2 separate regions of the Rattus norvegicus genome follow, and region 1 is linked to region 2. Evidence: chromatin contacts called from public Hi-C data. All regions are on one chromosome and are shown on one strand. The core of a region is the stretch at or near the end of the contact, and the rest is flanking DNA. Distances in the headings are between cores, read along the strand shown.

What was found. A called contact is a pair of places that touch in the nucleus more often than the background predicts.
Region 1: a Hi-C map of liver shows a contact between it and region 2, with 2.4 times the contacts expected there. The contact joins the promoter of Cd47 here to the enhancer-like site in region 2. A contact is called at or near these places in 2 of 12 Hi-C or Micro-C datasets (liver and psoas muscle).

Annotation. Positions count from the first base shown.
Region 1 is chr11:64,436,289-64,439,537 of GRCr8, forward strand. Cd47 (Cd47 molecule) reads right to left here and starts at 1,900. Exons shown (of 9, transcript NM_019195.2): 1 at 1,740-1,900. The coding sequence starts at 1,785.
Region 2 is chr11:64,391,630-64,395,266 of GRCr8, forward strand. It overlaps Cd47 (Cd47 molecule), which reads right to left. Exons shown (of 9, transcript NM_019195.2): 5 at 2,625-2,717; 6 at 1,613-1,705. Among named protein-coding and RNA genes, the nearest start is that of Cd47, 45 kb to the right of the region's middle. Within about 2 kb of position 1,257, at least 17 of the 93 cell types and tissues checked have an H3K27ac peak or open chromatin away from gene starts, as enhancers often do. A contact at or near this core is called in liver, where this site is marked.

The DNA.
Region 1 (3,249 bases), core at 650-3,149, 45 kb after region 2:
TAGGATATACACTCGAAAGTCCATTTTATCTTTGACAAACATCATCACTTCCTGATTTACAAACACCTAACCACCCAAAACCATAATGCCTGTATTTTGGGTTTGTTTTTCATTCCTAGTTAATAGCAAACACACACACACAAAAAAAAAAATAGTGCAAGTTATGAATTCTGCAACTCCTTATAGAACCAAATGGGCTAACATTATACAAAATGAGCATTAATGAATGTGATCATAATTATTGCTAACAAAGGCCTAACACAATTCCTATCACCAAAACTACCATTCTTATATTTCTGCTTTTTAATCTACTTGAGAATCAGGCTTTAAAAAAAAAAAAAAAAACCTAATATATGGCTTATACTTTTTTATTCTCCAGACAAACAAGCTTTACTGTCCACGGTCGGAATTAGTGGCATTTTATTACAGATTTGTATCTGGCTCAATATGAAAGCTCTCTGATTATACAACAGGTATTTGAAAACGGTGTTATAATGCCGACGATGGCAACAAGCATAGTAAAGGCGACTGACATCGGAAAACATCTAATACCAACAATTTAGATAACATAGGTCTTTATTATTATCAGCTTCGGCACCCAGGATGCTTGGGAGGGGGAAGTGGTGGGCAGAGGATTAAGGACATCTTGGAAACACATCCCAAACACTGGTCTTTACAAGTGGCACACTGAGGTTAACCATCAGTTTAACGTTCAGTTAATTCAGCATCCTAAGACAAATTTAACATTTTGCTGTTATCCTGCTTCAAGTCTGTTCCGATTCTTACCAAAAGTTCGCAGAGGAATGTGCGGATGTGAAGCTTGACGGGCAGTATATGGTCATAAAAATTCCTATTCTTTCCTCGGCTTTTACAAAGGAGGCACGCGTTTATAAACAGCAAAATACTTTACAAAAGAGGGGGGTGCATCCGTGGCAATTACTGTCTTTAGACGACTGGTAATAGCTGGGCAAAATCCAAAAATACGTTTCCTCCAAAGGAGAAAAAAAAAAAACAACTTTAATCTACAATAAGGAATATATTAAAGTGCTGGCGAGCGGAGGGGGGGTAGCGGGGGTGTCACGAGAAAGTGTTTCCAGGAAGCTTGTTTTTAGGATTCAAAACAACAACCACCAAAATACGCGGCCAGGGAAAAAAAAGAAAAAAAAAACAAGCTTTGATAAAAGCTGGGTGGGAAATAAAACTTGGGTCCATCGTGTTCTCTCTGCTCCAGTGCTTACGCGGTAGAGCAAAAGCCTTTCTGGTCGACTTCACCAAAATGCGCACTTCATCACAAGAGGCCCGGTCCTCCCACTCTAGTCCTTCAACCCCAAATGCTGCGCGAAAGCCCCCAGAAAGGAGAGGGGTGCGAGAAGAGGGGAGTGGGGTCCCCGGCAGCTGCCCCCTCGCTTTCTTTGCAGTTCGGTTTTGCACAGTTGCGGTTGTTCCCAGTCTTCCTTACGTGTGCGCACTGAAGAGTGAGGAGCTTCAGTCCGCTCTCCCCGAGGGGGAAAGGGACTAGGGAAGGAGAGCAGAGGGAGGAGGCAGGAGCACAGATGCCCCGCCGGGCCCTCCCACAGTGGCGCTCCGAGTGCACAGGGCCCGCGCATCCCGCCACCCTCTCCTCTTCTCTCTGCTCTCCTCCGGGCGCCGCCTGGCCGGCGGGGGTGCAGCCCACACTCCTGCGGGGGCGCCTGGGTGCTGCGCACCAGCCTGAGAGCCGGGATCCCCAAGCCACTCACCGCAGCAGCAGGAGCCCAGCAACAGCGCCGCCGCCAAGGGCCACATCTCCGCGCCGCCGGGGGGTCGCCGCCGCAGGTGTCTGGAGCAGCCGCCGCCTCCGCTGCCTTCAAGAGAACGACCAGCAGCGCCGCAGCCGTGATAGGCAGGAACGGCCGCCCAGGCTGCCCGGGGTACGCGCGTGCGCGTGCTCGCCGCCCCGCGCCCGCGCCCGCTCCCACGCCCCGCTAGCCGCGCACGCGCACTCCGCCCCGCCTGGCCGCCTCTGCTCGTTGACGTGAAGCCAGCCTCACACCCAGCTCTGGGCAGGCTCTGGCGGGGAGCGCCAAGCACTAGCCTGTTCCCGGGCTGTGCGAGCTGCACTCTCTGCTCACGGCCGGTCTCTCCAGCTCTCTTCCGGCTTCGTGTCCTGGGCCGGCCTGAAAGACGGAGCGTGGAGCACACACGCTCACTGGAACTCACAGCACGCGCCCCATGCGCAGCCAGGCGGCTCTCCACTCTCCCTGGCCAAGCTCGCCCTGACCTCGGAGCCGCCCAACCCCAGCCCAAGTCCCCCTCCCTCCTCTCCCGGTGTGGGCTCTGCTGGTTTTCACGACCTTCCCTCCCAAGGCTTGCGGCCCTGGAGCCTCGGGGCAGGGCGGAGAGAGGGCGCTGTGACCAGGTGCTGGCCCCCAAGGAGCTCCTTCCCTCTGGCTCCCCCTGGCCCTGAGATCTCCCTGGTCTGACTTGTTCCAGAAGTGGACCTCCTCATCTGTTCTTCTTACTTTGTTGGCTGATATTTTCATCCCCCAAGCAGGGCTGGGTAATCAAGTTCCGTGCATAATAAGCAGTTTAAAACGAGAAGAGGAAAACCACGATGGGGAAAGGGAGACAGACAAGGACTGTGGCAGACCCATTGTGAGTAGACAGATCCATGACACTACCAGCAATGTTGGGAAACTGGCTTATGTCTGCATCCTTGTGTAGACCTCTGCCATGTTTTGGGGGTCAGTTCTTGAATAGTGGGTTTAAAAATGTAGCTCTAAGCCACACCCTTCATCCCGAGGCAAAAGTTCTTTGAGTAAAAGGACTTGATCTCAGTGGTAAGGGATGCACACCTCTGTCCATCCCTTGGGTCGCATTCTCTGACCTGAACTGAAAGGCAGTTAAAATAGCTGTCACACTACTGCACTTCTTAAAATCTTCTACCCCCAGCCATCTCCTTCTAAATATCCAGTGTAACAGTAACACAATTCAGGATAAAAATTGCCACTGTCTATGGTGCTGTGACAGAGTGTCCTTATTTCATGATTATTTTTCTAAGGAGACAACCACTTCCTCCCAGACAGGGTACCAACAACAAACTAAATTTGAGTTCCCCCAAAGTCAGTCTTAGTACCACTTAGGGCTGTGAGAGGTGCAGGAGGAAGCAGCTGGAATCTCAAGTAAGAGGTCAATGACCCTCCTCCTGACACTCTACTTCCCTGAGGGAACATCCACAGTCAGCAGACCCTATCTTGAGAGTCACAAGTA
Region 2 (3,637 bases), core at 7-2,506:
AGAAACAAATGAAATATTGTTAGAAATGCATATAAAATGCATGTAAAGAAATCTCGATTCAGAGCAATCAACAATAACTAATAAGATCAAGTATTTTTTTTTCTTTAGGTGTGGTAGATTCCCGACTCCAGACTTACATACTTGGCCAACAGTACTGCCACTGAGCTACACCCCAGCAACGCCAGCAGCAAGGACACTGTGTTTTAGTCTCGTGGCCAGTAAAACCTTTATCTACATGCACAACGGTATACAAATGCCTTTATTACTAGCTCACCAAAGTAGATTAATTATTAATAGGGAAAAGGCATTTTTAACATAATGTATTCTTACTGTACCAAGATTAGTGAAAAATCAAGTCAAGGTAAAGAGAAGGAAAAGTCAAAGGCGCCATTCAAGTAAGAGCCTGGTTATTTGACAAGTTTTCCCACAGATACAGGCGCATAGCTGGCTGAGAGCAGTCATCTCATAAGCTATATATAGGCAGGATTCTTGTAGAGTTGGGAAAAATACTATTTGTACTGGTGTGTGTGTGTGTGTGTGTGTGTGTGTGTGTGTGTGTGTGTCCCTGTGTGTATGGGGTGGGAGGTGTTGAAAAAGAAACACTGAAAATTCCAAATGCTGAAAAACATGTGGAGAAGCAAAATATCCCTCCCTGATGGTGTCACCAAACTGAGTTTGCCAGTTTACTACAAAAATTAACTGTACCTTACCATACAATGCAAAAATTACAGCCCTTGGTACTTCGCCAACTAGAGCTGAAAATTTATGTCCACAAAAACACATGCTCATTGATGTTTACAGTAGCTTTATTCATCTGTCATAAAAAGAGGAAAGCGACCAGGATGGCCCCTCAGTAGGTGAATGCAAAATACTAAACACATTATGGCAACAATATTTTCCAGCACTAATGAGCTATTAAGCTATAAAAAGACATGGAGGAAACTTGAGATTTATATTTGAAAATGAAGGCATGGAAAGGCACACACATAACCTCCGTATTGTGTGTAGACAAGATCTGTACCTTCCTTACAAGTAAAAATCTGGCTCTAAGGCGTTTTGAAAAACACAAAACTACGTGGAAAGTTAAAAAGATCAGTGGTGTCGGGAATCAGAGGTCAGGGGGAGGGACACGTGGACAAGAATAACATGGGGGGCAGGTTATTCCAGGTGAGATCACAACGGGCAGCATACATGTCCCTGCACATCTGTCACAGCCACAGACTGTACTGTACAACACTAGTTACCAAGCACCGCATAAGCTACTAATGTGAGGTGGGAATGATTGTCTCTATGTTGGTTCAGCCACTGCACCAGTGGGAAATGCTTAGGGAAGCTGTGTGTCTATGGGGAATAGAAAAAGGGGGGTGTACATGGTAACTCTGTACTTTCCACTGGGTTTTTCTATGAACCCACAAGTATTCTAACAGAAAATTCCACTGAGTTAAAAGAAGAAGAAGAAAGGAAGAGGAGGAGGAGGAAGAAGAGGAAGAGGTGGAGGAGAGGAGGAGGAGGAAGAGGAGGAGGAGGAGGAGGAGGAGGAGGAGAGAAAGTAAGAGCTCTAACTTAACTGAAACTCAGCTTCAGTTCAGAAACACAGAAGAGTGTGACTCACCCATGATGCAGAGACACATCCCGACCACAGCAAGGACATAGCCCAGCACTTGAGTGATCAATATGGCAATGGTGAAAGAGGTCATTCCAAAAGCTGGGGGAGGAAAAGGGCACAGCAGAAATGTGTTGAGATTCTGATGTTGCAATCAGTCCTGTGGCCGTTCGACTCACTCAGAGCTGGGCTGCAGTCCCTCGCCAGATGACGTGTTTCCCAGCTAACCTTCGCATGGGGATGTCAGCCCCAGACTCACACAATCTGCAAGCTTTTACTGTCTGGCATCTATCTGGGAGGAACTGGCGGTTTTTACTAAAATCCTGAAGCAATGTTGTTACATTTATAAGTTGCGCGGTATGAATGGCTTGTTATGCGTGGCTTCTACACATGCACACAACTGTTCCTGGGGGAGAGTACAAAACCTAGCACGCAGACATAACCTCTATACTCTATGGGGGGACAAGATCTGTGCCTTTCTAATGAACCTTTAAATGCAGCCTAGGGATTCGGTGCTCAATGAGACTCTTTAACAGTAACAAAAATATGACCTTGACTTATTTTTAAATGCACAAAAATAATATCGACTACAGTTAGAACAGCTACACAATTCAGTGTTACCAATGTTTCTGAAATCTGTGACTTATAATCCCACCTCACAGAACCAGTCTTTCTACTGCAAAGGTTTGCTAAAAGAGGGGGAAAAAAAAAGAGTGCTTCTAATAGTGACTTCCAGCTACAAAAATCCCCCAAAATTAGAACCTGCAATAGCTGTTAAAAATTATACACCATACTTCAAAATTATACTGAGGTCATCAAATATGTAAGAAAACTGCTTTCTACAAAATGATTTTTGAGAAGACCTAGCAACCTTAATTCATGGGAAATGTCACTAAGAGTACAAGGGACAATGGAATAACACAGCCTTTACCGAACTGTTAAACCATGAGAGAATGTTTTTACCAAGTATTTTTTTTTTAAGGAAAAAGGCAAAAATCAGATGGTAAGAGCAAAGACTCACCTGTCATAAACACATTGTACTGAAGCAGTATTAATATTCCTGTGGAGATTACAATGAGGCCAAGACCAGAAGCGTTCTTCACGGGCTTCTCTCCTGTTAGTCAATACATGTATTTAAGCTGTTTAATCTTACATACTTCTTCGTGAAGTTATATGCTTATTCTAGTAAATGTTTTAATCTCAGTGCTACCTTATTAAGCCGTTCACGGCTTAAAATGTCCTCCTCGAGTCCATACAAAGTAATTACTTCTTATTCTGTCATTTAAGGCCAAACTAAAGGATTCGTGTCTTAACATGCTGAGTCTTTGTTTTTCACTCTTTAACTGCCTTACGTAATTCCAGATGATAAACTTGACCTCACCTTCCACCATCCATTCATTCTCAGTATTCAGCCTGCCCCCTCCCCCCACAAGCCAAACCAGCTGCTCTTTCACATGGTCTCCTAATTTCTTCACTTCCCAGGGCCCTCACCATACACATGCTGCCAAATCTGTTCCAAAGCCCCTCCTCCTGTGCCGCAGTGTCCCCAAGAGCTGGTGGTGGCGCGATAGGGTCTGCCATGGAGAGCCCCAGGCTTGGCTTTCCCTCCCGACTTCTCCCTGCTTCTATTTCCCACTCACACTTCCCCCTCTCAGCTGCAATGACTACTTCAGACAGGCACAGCTCCTGTTCATGCCCACATCCACATCTTAACCAGGGAGCTTTGCATCCACAGTGGATGAACAGAGGCTCTGGGTATATCCCACCTTCCTGTAGGAATAGGTAATCCGACCTCACGTGTCAGAACAAATTTGTGGTGGACAAAGAAGATCTGACCTGAATTGAGTGAGTGCCTGAATACCTAGTTAGTGTCCTTGCAGAGGCGATCAGGGAGGCGGGCCTCATATGGACCCAGAGGACACAGAGATCAATCAGCAGGAGGCAGTGATGGGGGCTACTCTACTAGCTAAGCACTGTCTGTAAACCAGAAGCTACAACAGCAATGACAAGTCTTCTCCCCCAGGGTCCCCAGAG